Linked DNA regions of Mus musculus: region 2 is linked to region 1. A link is a contact called in public Hi-C data. All regions are on one chromosome and are shown on one strand. Each heading gives the region's core, a stretch centred on a gene start, on an enhancer-like site or on the middle of the called end of the contact. The rest is flanking DNA. Distances are from core to core; before and after follow the strand shown. Region 1 holds the start of Tmub1 (transmembrane and ubiquitin-like domain containing 1). Region 2 holds the start of Hadha (hydroxyacyl-CoA dehydrogenase trifunctional multienzyme complex subunit alpha).

What was found. A called contact is a pair of places that touch in the nucleus more often than the background predicts.
Region 2: a contact with region 1 is called in a Hi-C map of B cells, with 5 read pairs. The contact joins the promoter of Hadha here to the promoter of Tmub1 in region 1. A contact is called at or near these places in 1 of 39 promoter capture datasets (cranial neural crest) and 1 of 484 Hi-C or Micro-C datasets (B cells).

Annotation. Positions count from the first base shown.
Region 1 is chr5:24,445,166-24,450,697 of GRCm38.p6, reverse strand. Tmub1 (transmembrane and ubiquitin-like domain containing 1) reads left to right here and starts at 2,852. Exons shown (of 3, transcript NM_022418.3): 1 at 2,852-2,941; 2 at 3,746-4,164; 3 at 4,425-5,235. The coding sequence starts at 3,779. The coding sequence ends at 4,776. Fastk (Fas-activated serine/threonine kinase) reads left to right here and starts at 5,463. Exons shown (of 10, transcript NM_023229.2): 1 at 5,463-5,532.
Region 2 is chr5:30,150,915-30,156,528 of GRCm38.p6, reverse strand. Hadha (hydroxyacyl-CoA dehydrogenase trifunctional multienzyme complex subunit alpha) reads left to right here and starts at 1,549. Exons shown (of 20, transcript NM_178878.3): 1 at 1,549-1,647. The coding sequence starts at 1,581. It overlaps Hadhb (hydroxyacyl-CoA dehydrogenase trifunctional multienzyme complex subunit beta), which reads right to left and starts at 1,276. Exons shown (of 16, transcript NM_145558.2): 1 at 1,190-1,276.

The sequences.
Region 1 (5,532 bases), core at 1,603-4,102:
CCTTTAATCCCAGCAGAGGCAGGGGCAGCAGATCCATGAGTTGAAGACCTGCTAGGGCTACACAGAAAAACCCTGTCACAAGAAAAAAAAAAGTCTTATTATGTCTGAAATAATTATGCTATGTCAGGCATAAATGTTTCAAGGTTTGTATAACCCTCATCTAACTTTGATGTAGATTATGGTCTTTGTGCATTTTGCCTTTTAACTCTGTACCCCTGAGCTTGGACACCAACAGACTTCAGAGATGAAAAGCAACTCTTGGTCTGACCATTAATAAAAACTTAAAACTTTTAATTAACTTAATCAACATAGTAATCAATATGACCTTAAGGGGTCAGTTCACCATTGATACATGTCCTGCAGACCTCTCTGCTGAGCCTTACTAACCCTCCTGGGCAAATGCTCTACACATAGCTCTATATGTGTATGGTGTATCCCCTGTGTGTGTACATATATGTATTATGTACAGACAAGTACCTGCTGCCTGTGAAGGTCAGTATCCTCTGGGACCGGAGTTATAGAGACTCTTGAGTTGCCGTGTGGTATAATGAGAAGTGAGCCTAAGTCCTCTGAAAGAACAGCCACTGCTCTTAACCGATGAGCCATCTTTCCAGCCCACATGTCATCTTTTTTTACACTCATTTCCACTTCAAAGGGCAACTTGGACTTTTCCCCAAAATAAAATTTCCTAGTATTTTACTTTTTACACACCTTCCCATATTTCTCTTAGTTTCCAAAGGATCAGGCACAAACCAATCAACTCCCAACTATTGAGTGATGCGAGCTTCTATCTGTATGATGTTAGGAATGTCTTGTAAAATTTCTGGTCTTAATCTGAAAACTGAAGTAGTTCAACAAAAATATAGCTTTTCTCATAAAAAAAAAAGTATAGTTCTACTTTACAATTCTAAAACTAATATTAATACTCTGGCCAGGTGGTGGAGGTGCATGGTTTCAATCCCAGCACTCAGGAAGCAGAGGCAGAAGATCTCTGTGAGTTCAAGGCCAGCCTGCTCTACATCAAGAGTTCCAGGTCAGGGCTACATATAGAAACCCTGTCTTGAAAAATAAAAATACAAACCAACAAACCTATAGCATCTCTGTTAGATTCTTAGAATTGGCAGCAAGAAGTTCCCCAGAACTTGAGAGGGAGGGAAACACTCCAAAGTGCTGCCCCAGCCACCAGCACATGCCTACCTTAACATTCATTGATTGTCTATCTGCATATCTGTTCCTCTATTAGTATGTATCAGTGAGGGCAAGGAGAGAAAGCATTATATGCCCAGTATCTTGCACAATACCTAGCATATAAAACATATATACTCAAATATAGCATAAATGAAGAAATATGAAGAAACTAGACAGAAGTTAATTCCTTACTTTATAAATCCAAACTAATGTGCCCAAGGCAATATTTGATCTGGTCTTAATCTGAAAACTGAAGTAGTTAAACAGAGGTCCCATCCATAGAAGAGCAGAGTAGGTTATCTTTAATTAAGACTGGACTGGATGGGGCTAGAGACATGGCTCAGGAGTTAAGAACATTTGCTGCACCTGTTGCTGCTCTTGCAGAGGACCCTAATTCGGTTCCTAACACCTACATGGCTCCAAAAAACTGCCTATTACTCTAGTACTTCCTCTGACCTCCAGAGACGCAAGGCTTGAGTGTGGTGTACTTAAATATACTCAGGCAAACACCCATACAAATATGATATACAAACCCTTGTTTTTAAAAAACTAATTAGGGACTTGTTCTGCAAGCATACGGGCCTCCATTTGACTCCTCAGTATTCATGTCAGAAACCAGGCTTGGGAGCCTCTGCCTGTACCCTTAGCATAAGAGAACAGAGACAAGTCACACAGACACACATGCATGTGCAAACTCCCAAGTCAAAACTGGTCTGTAAAATCTGGGATTCAAGATTTCTGCAGATATTGGAGTCAAAGGAATAAGAAAAAATCTACAGAGATTGGCTGTCACAGATCCATCGTTATATCCTTTATGTGGAAATACTTTTTTAGGGGTGGGAGAATAAAACAGGGTCTTTCTAGGTGACCAAAGTTCTCAACCTCCTAATTGTCCTACCTCAAACTCCCAGTGCTGGGATTACAGGGCTATGTCACCATACTTAGCCAGTTTCTCAGTTTACGTTTTGGTGAAGCCAATGCATTAATACTAGGCGAGCAAAATACAAAAAAATACATAAATTTTACAGAGCTGTCATACTTATTTAATAAAACGAGTTTCTTCTTTCCAACTGACCTAGAAGAATTATACTTGTTCAGAGATTAAATAACCCACCAGAGATTATATAGCTGATGAGTGTCTACATGAGACCGCAGGATGTACACTCAGTTCCAAAGTCTATGCCATCTTTACAATCTCATAGGGACACAGTGCAGCAGAGGCCAGGAGACAGCTGGCGTCAGGCACTCTCCCTAGCAAGTGGGGCAGACAACCTACACCTTCTCAGCAACAGAGTCAATTTAGAAAACCAAGCTGCTTTTTGGCGTCCACAATGACACAGGCTTGGCTGGGTAGTGGCCACCTGCGCTTCCCAGAGCCTTCATCACTGCATCACCAACGCGGGTGCTCTGACATGCTGCAGGATGACGTTGGTGTCAGGAGTGACAGATGCTCCAGCAGCTGGCAGCGGAGATAGAGTTTCTTGCTGCTGACCAAATCTCTGTGGACAAGCAGAAACCCCAGGGTCCTTCCCGTGGGCCCATCGACGATCCAAGGGTACCGGCAACATCTGGTCCAGCCCGGCACGTGGGTTCACAGGGAGGAGGGCGGGAACTAAACAGGGCGAACTACAATCCCCACAATGCTCCCGGGCCGCGGCAGCAGGGAAGGAGAGGGACCTCAGGTGTCTGCGACCTCGGTGCCTTCGGCCCGGAAGTGCCCGAGGAGCCGAGATGGAGCTGGTGGAGCTGGGCGGTGAGTCGCTGTGCGTGGCCGCGCCCACCGGGTCGCCCCAGGCCACAGCTGGGACCTGCTTGCCCCGCCCCGAGATAGCTGGTGCCCTCCAGTAGCTCTGGGGGGCGGGCAGATGGGAGGAGTGATGGAGTAGTCGTGGGGAGGGCTAGGTCTAGGTTCTCCCCGAGGGATCAAGGGTCTGGAGACCTCTGGGTTTGGAGCCCAGGAGGCGCTGGGAGACTGCTGCGGGGTGGGCTTTGGGTGGACCCGAGAAGGTGCCGAGCTGAGTAGACAACTCCCAAGACTCCAGATTGGCCAAGGGTGGAGTTTGACATTTGGGGTTGTCTAGGAAGCTTTGGGAAGTGGTCTTTGTTGTGGGTGGGGTTTGGGTAAATGGTAAGGGGGAGGGCAGGGGGCTAGAGAGACACTTTTATCAGAGAAACTTAAGCGACAGGGCATCAGATGAGCTTTGCTATAAATAGGTGAAGGAGTGAACTTTGGGATGAAGTGAACCAAAGAATAGGTAAGCTTCTGGGTAAAGTTTGATGAAGGTTACATTTAAGGAGAGGGTTGCTTAGAAAAGCAAGGCCCTTTCTTGAACGTAAGGTTTCGGTGAATCGGGTGCTGAATGAAGATCTAGAACTCAGATAGCAAAGCTAGCACTTGGAATCTGGTGATGGGAAGGGACGTTACCCAAAAGCCAAGTTTGGGACTACAGGATGCTGCATCCTGGGTGCGCAAGCACACACAATAACTAGGACAGTTGAAGTTGGAATGACTTCTGACCAGGAAGTAGCCCCTCACCAGTTCTTTGCACCTCTCTAGCTCCTTAGCACCTCTGGCAGCAGCACGGGTGCCATGGCCTTGATTGAAGGCGTAGGCGATGAGGTGACTGTCCTTTTTGCGGTGCTTGCTTGCCTTCTGGTGCTGGCCCTCGCCTGGGTCTCAACACATACCACTGAGAGTACAGACCCCCAACCACAGCCGCCGGGGACCACAACACCAGCACAGCCCAGTGAAGCCATGTCAGCCTCTGACAGCATCAGAGAGGAGGCCCCAGGGGCTGAGAGTCCCAGCCTGAGACACAGAGGTCCATCTGCACAGCCAGAGCCTGACACAGGGGTCACAGCATCAACACCTCCAGACTCTCCGCAGGAACCCCTACTTCTACGGTTGAAATTTCTCAATGACTCTGAGCAGGTAGCCAGGGCCTGGCCTCAGGACACCATTGGCTCCTTAAAAAGGTAAGCTGGGAAGAGGGTAAGAACAAAATGCTAAAAATGGGGTGGGTGTCTATAGAAGGGTCACCCTATGAAGCTCTCCCTTATTTTCTGTTTGAAAAATCTGTCTCCTCACATTATACACCATTCCTGTTAATCTGTCCCCCAGAGGCCAGGATCTGGGTGGTCAGGTGTAGGGGTGGTGAAAATTGGGATTGGTCCTCTGAACAATGGGCCAGGACTGCCTGAGGCCTGCTCTCTTACCCAGGTCCCTCTCTCCTCAGGACCCAGTTTCCAGGCCAGGAACAGCAGGTTCGGCTCATCTACCAAGGTCAACTGCTAGGAGACGACACTCAGACACTAGGCAGTCTCCACCTGCCCCCCAACTGCGTTCTCCACTGCCACGTGTCCACGAGAGTCGGTCCCCCACATCCTCCCTGCCCACCGGGGTCAGAGCCCGGCCCCTCCGGGCTGGAAATCGGCAGCCTTCTGTTGCCCCTGCTGCTTCTGCTGCTGCTCCTGCTCTGGTACTGCCAGATCCAGTACCGGCCCTTCTTTCCCCTGACCGCTACCCTGGGTCTGGCCGGCTTCACCCTGCTCCTCAGTCTCCTGGCCTTTGCCATGTATCGGCCGTAGTGCCTCCACGGGCTTTTGGCAGTGTAGCCAGCCCCTCTGGACCTCATTCCCCAAGGCGCAAAGGGAGCTGCTGTCTGCCCAGGCCCACTTCACCCGCTGCCTGTCTTTTCCCACTACCCTGGAGCCCAGCTTTGCGCCGCAGAGGACTTCGGGTGTTAGCGGAGGCCGCTCCGTGTGATCTTCATAGCTCTAGGCCATCTCCTGGGGCTGCTGGACCTCAGCCTTCGCTGGCAGTGGGCTCTTCTGGATCAGGCACTTGCTGTCGCTGCCTTGGCCGCCAGGGCACCCCAATGGGCCCATCTTAGTGTGCTGACAGAGGATCTAGATACTTCTAGTTTCAAAGAGCTGCCTAGGCTGAATTGGAAACTGGTGGACTGGGAGACTGGTGAAGGGGAATCGAGAGGGGCAGAGTTGTTTTCTGGAATTTGTGCAGATTAAAGAAACTGTGACGTTTTCCTACCCAGTGTGTCTGTGTGTTGCTTGAGGGTGGGGAGCCCTTGTTCTACGAGAATGGAACCTGCCCTAGGTCCTGAGTGCTCAAGCTACCCCAGGGCTGGACAGAGGACCGCCACTCCCGGCACCTTTCAGCGCAAGCTCTGTGGCCCCGCCCCCGCGACGTGCGCATTTCCCGGAAGCGGAGGGCGGGGCTCGCGGCTCCTCTGCTCGCAGCGCCTGCTGGGAGCCACGTCTCCGCCGCCCTGGCGCTGGACTGCGATTGGCGTCTGGGGGCGATCCGGGGGCTGCTGGGAAGATGGC
Region 2 (5,614 bases), core at 300-2,799, 5.7 Mb before region 1:
TCTGGTTTTTACACCTTCAAAGAGTTGCAACGTGTATGTGTGTGAATGGTTCCGTTTTTGTCAGTTCCATCTCTAGTTTAGGAAAAATGATAAAAAGCTGCAGGCAACACAAAACAAGTATGTAACAGAGCACAGGGTGGGCTCACAAAACAAACTATTTTCTGTGTGGCTCTTTACAAAAAAAGGATATGAAATAGGTGTAGTGGAAGGCGTGGTATGGGAAAAGGGTTCCTTTTTTGCAATTTACTCCGAAGTGGTCATTTAGTACCAGCTTAAAGTGTTCTTGGTGGTGGAAGACTTAGTTTGACTAGAGCTTTAAAACAGGACGCTCCTTTCTTTCTAGAATCATTTTAGCCATTTCTTTCCTGTGTGGCAGAATAATCAATTAACTAGCAAGTGCCACTTCTGTTTGAATCCTGGCTTGCCACAGAGAAGGTATTATAATCTTTCTGAGCCTGTCAAGTCACCGAAAGTGCAAATGAAACGTGGGGTTTGTGCGTATTAAACAAAATGGTGCACACACCGGAAGCTGACTTTACTTTCTTTTGAAAACAATCAGTTTATTTCAGGGCTCATCTTTCCAGCACCAAAACAAACAACTCACACCCTGGCGCCCAGAAGAGCTGAACTCTCAATTAAAAGTAGACTTAGGTTCTAGACTAATTCTACCACCTGTGGCGCAGTCTCAGTCACTAGCTACGGCTACTTCACAGAAAAAAGAGTGAGGGGTGGCAGGTTTGCCCAGATGTTTGCTGGGTTAGAAAATGTCCGTGAACCCTGGATCACCAAGCAGACTGGAGGACTGTCTTGGCTGCTTTCACCCCCGAGACCCGCACTTAACGACGCGTTCTCAATCTCTACAGCCGCCAGACTGCCTAGACAGGTCAACAACAGGGGAAACGACACCGCTCTGACACAGCCCAGCGTTTCACACACACGCAATCCATTCGTAAACCTGAAGTGACAAATGCAGACAGAAGACACCGCTGCCGCGAGCTACGCGAGAACGCGACCACCGCCCGCCCTGAGGCGGTTCGCACTGGAGGCCTGGACCAGCCTGTCCCGCTCTTGGGACTTCGACCCTCACAGCAAAGGGAAGCGGCCGCGGGCATCGACGAGAAGAGTCGGGAGCAAAGTGGCACCTGCCTGTGGGGAAATCAGAAGAAAACCGAGAAGCGCGCTGCCGCACCTTAGAGTCCGCGAAAACTGCCGCTGCCAACAAGGTCAAGTCCAGACTGACAAACGTCCGCCCACGCCGAGGGGCGGCTCCCGCTCCGCAAGGACCCCCTCTCGCCCCGCCCGCCATCACCGCGGCATTTACGGGCTGCCCGCTGAACGCCTGAGCAGAAAGTCAGACACTCCGCCCTCTCCTCGGAGGTCCTTAGTCTCACCTTCAGAGAAATCATCCTTTCGGCTCGCTTAGTTGAGAGCAAGAGGTAGGGCGACAGGACGGGTGGCAACTCAGAGTCTGCGTTTTAGTAAGGCGGCACTTAGGACACCCTGCCGGACAGGCTCAGAAAAGAAAAGCCCTCGGCTCCATTGCCCCCCACTAGAAGAGCTTTCGTCCTCTTCTGCTCAAGATGGTGGCGTCCCGGGCGATTGGCAGTCTCAGTCGCTTCTCTGCCTTCAGGATCCTACGCTCCAGAGGTGAGCCTGGAGAGGGCTCGGGAGAGTCTCGGAGTGCCTTCAGGAACTGGGGCGGCGGGGAGCAGCGTTTGCCTCTCACTGTCTGCCTCCCACCCCTTTCCCGGGACCCGTGGAAATGGGGCTACTGTTCCGAGACCCTATTTCCTGTGTCCTTGTAAAGGAACTGTCACACCCTCTCTCGCCCTGCTCCGGCAGTGTCAGGCTCTCCCCTAACTTTCCTGAGTCTTTTCCACTTAGTCTGGCAGTTTGCGCAGGTCTCTGCTGTAGCCCTGAGCTCACGCCCCTCTTGTCTCCCTTAATGTTTGTCTTGGCCCTGACACCGCTAAGTTCGGAGGACTAAGTAAGACCTGTCACATTTTTGAGGCTCTACTACATGTTAGTCGCCATAAGAGATATCTATCAGCCTTCTCGGTGACATTGACTACTAGCCTTACAGATCAATGCCACTCCTTGATCTTTTCCGTCAAAACCATTTTTCCCCCCCAGAGAACTCAGCTCTCCCACTTCAGTAATCTTAGTTTGAATGTATAGAAGGTTGAAACTGGAGGTTCTCCGACTTAGGCAAAGAAATTTTGATGAGGAAAAAAATTTTTGATCACTTAGAAACTATTTCTAATCTCATTTCTGTCGATTCCCAGTCAGGCTCCAGGAACTGCATTCCTTTTCAAGCTGGCAGTGAAAGGGTTAAAGGGGTGTTGTTAGAAAACAGCCTTTTCCCAGACATCCCAAATCTGTAAGGGCAAATGTAACTTCATTGTGTATCATACTTGATACTAGTTACTTCCCAGACTTTAGTTTGTAACGTGAATTCACTTTAATTTTCCTCACAAAAAAAAAGGGATGCGTGTAGAATTTACTTCTCTTACCCTCCCCTGGCATTTAATTGATTGAATCTTTTTCTACTTTTTTAAAAACCTCCATAGATCGATTATGTGTAAATAGCCAAAATTGCTACCCACCAAAAAAAAAAAAAAAAAAAATTAAAAAAAAAAAAAAAGTGAAGTGGACTGGGTGCTAATTCACCTTTAATATTAGGTGGGTCTTTGTGTTCCTGTCTGGTCTACATAGTTCCAGGCCAGTCAGGGCTACACAGTGAGACCCTGTCTTTTAAAAAAAAGAAAAGAGCCGGGCATGGTGGCACACGCCTTTAATCCCAGCACTTGGGAGGCAGAGGCAGGTGGATTTCTAAGTTCAGGGCCAGCCTGGTCTACAGAGTGAGTTCCAGGACAGCCAGGGCTATACAGAGAAACCCTGTCTCGGAAAAACCAAAAAAGAAAGAAAGAAAGATCCATCGATCTCTATGTCTCCTGTTTGCACTTGGTTGTGTTTCCTTTTCCACATTTATAACAGTTTTAGGGGAAAAAAGGCACCTATGGTCCTGTATTTGATGTAAGGTACTTTCATGAATTGGCAGCCAGGTTAGCACTGGAGTGGTGATTGGGTCACATGTTCTCTTGTCACTAGCTAGCTGTTGACTTTGCCCTTTCATCTAAATGGGCTTTCTTTTCCCATCTGTGAAATGAATGAGAGTGATTTTTTTTCTTTGACAGGAGAAGTAGTATGATGGAGCAATTAAAAGCATTAAATACGGACTCTGTCATCTGGCTTGAATCTACAGTTTACCTTCTAGTGACCTTGGGAATTAATTTCAGTATCTTTATCATTGGTAAAATGGAGTCAATCATGTTAAATCTAAAGAAGTTATATTAGGTATAACACATAGGCATACATTCTCAATAAATGTTATTAGTTTTTTATCCCTTAGAAGCAATGACTATATATAGCTGAGAACTTGTAATCTATCCATTTTACATAGGTAATAAAAAGCTAACAGCTAAATTTTCCTATACTTCTACATAGAAACATATCTAAATATATAAGTTGTATTTTTTTTTTCATTAAGAAAATGTAGTCTAGAGCTGGAGAGAGGTTAAGAGCGCTGACTGCTCTTCCCAAGGTCCTGAGTTCAAATCCCAGCAACCACATGGTGGCTCACAACCACTCGTAATGAGATCTGATGCCCTCTTCTGGAGTGTCTGAAGACAGCTACAGTGTACTTACGTATAATAAATAAATCTTTAAAGAAAAAAAAAAAAAGAAAAGAAAATGTAGTCTATTATAGCTACAGATTATTTTAATACCAGCTTATGCACTTTGAAAAAATATGCAGGAAAGTCTATTTAAAATTAGCTGTACACCTGATTTACTATTTAGAGTCTAGACTCAGCAGGTCTGTCCTTGACCCTGAGAGTGTGTGGAGGCATTGCCAAATGCTTAATGAACTATGGCACTTACTGTGAAAGAGATCTTGTACAATACTGTTATTCTAACATGACTATCAAAAAAGTCATAAGTTGATCTTAATATCCATTTAATTCCTACTTTTCCTAATTCCTAAGTATGTAAGTGGTAAAACAATTTTACAAGAAGTGAACGGCAATTAGTAGTTATTTTTAAATCTGACTCTCACTTCTTGTCCCAGGGTTGAATTTTGAAAAAGCTATAAATTTCTATAAACTAAAGTAACGTTTCCAGTTTTCAAAGTTGTGCAGCACAATCCAACCCTTCCCACTGACTATAGTTGTATATGACCTTGTAGATATTTTCTTGAGTTACACATGAAGATGATTAGAAAGTAGGGCAAAGGTTTTGCATTTGCTGGCACTGAAAATGTAGGCTAAAGTTCACACCGCGTCTGTATAGTAAGCTTTGTTGTTAGGGTAAGGCTGGATTCCAGAAGCAGTTACCTTGTACTTTGGCTTGATTAAATTGATAGTCGTTAAGATTTTTTTTAAATGTTTGTTCATTTACTGCTCTTTCTCTTTGCTTTTTGTCTCTGTTGGTTTAGAGTATGTTTTGTGTAAGTGTGTGGGAGTGTGTTTACCACAAAGAGAAGTTAGTCGGCTGGAATTAAAATGGCTTAACAATAGGCTAATGAGCACCAGCTCTTTTTTTATTACTATTATTTGTTTGCTTGCTTATTGAGACAAGATCTCAATAGATCTGGCTAGCCTGGAACTCCTAGGGGTCTGCCTCCCTCTGCCCTCAGAGGTGTGTGTCCACACCCCACTTTGCATCTTCAACCTTTAAAGAACAAATATTTGATTTTTAAGATAATAACTCTGCCCTGAGGAATACAAATACTTGTGAATTGGGCATTCCATTAAGACAGGAAGATTACAAGTTCTAGCTAGCCTGGGCTGGCTAAGAGTACCTCACCTGGAAAAAAGTTGCAACCATGTTGCTTTTGAAGGTTGTTTTTTTGTTGTTTGTTTGTTTGGTTAGGTGGGTTGGTTGGTTTGGTTGGTTTGTTATTTGTTTCAGCATTTGTATTCTATCACTTACATACTTACTTTGCTAGGCTTCTGTCTGTCTTTGTACCTCACCCCTTCCTACTTGGACTCTAGCAGTCAGTCCATTCCTACTTCGGGATACTTTACTCTTTCCTAGGTAGATTCCCCATCCCATGCTGCTTTCCCACTAGACTTTGTACTTTACAATTGAATTTTCAGAACTGGGTATTGAACCTAGGTCCGTGTGTGTGGTGGGCAAACAGTCTACACTGAGCTATTTTCAAATATTCACCTGTGTCCCCCGAACAGGAGCTGATTCAGTGCCATGTCCTCAGCACATGCCCTGGAGCAGCCCTGGGATGCAAGCTCCACCAAGAAAGGGGGCCCTGCACATTTTGTTGATGATCAGAACTGAAAGGTTTTTTTTTTTTTTAAGATTTATTTATTTTATTTTTATAGATATGTATATACATACATACATTCATGTATATATGTGCATGTGTGTGTGTGTGTGTGTGTGTGTGTGTGTGTGAGTACACTGTAGATGTTTACAGACACACCAGAAGAGAGCATCAGATCCCTTTACAGATGGTTGTGAGCCACCATGTGGTTCTAGGAATTGAACTCATGACCTCTGGAAGAGCAGTCAGTACTCTTAATGGTTGAGCAGTCTC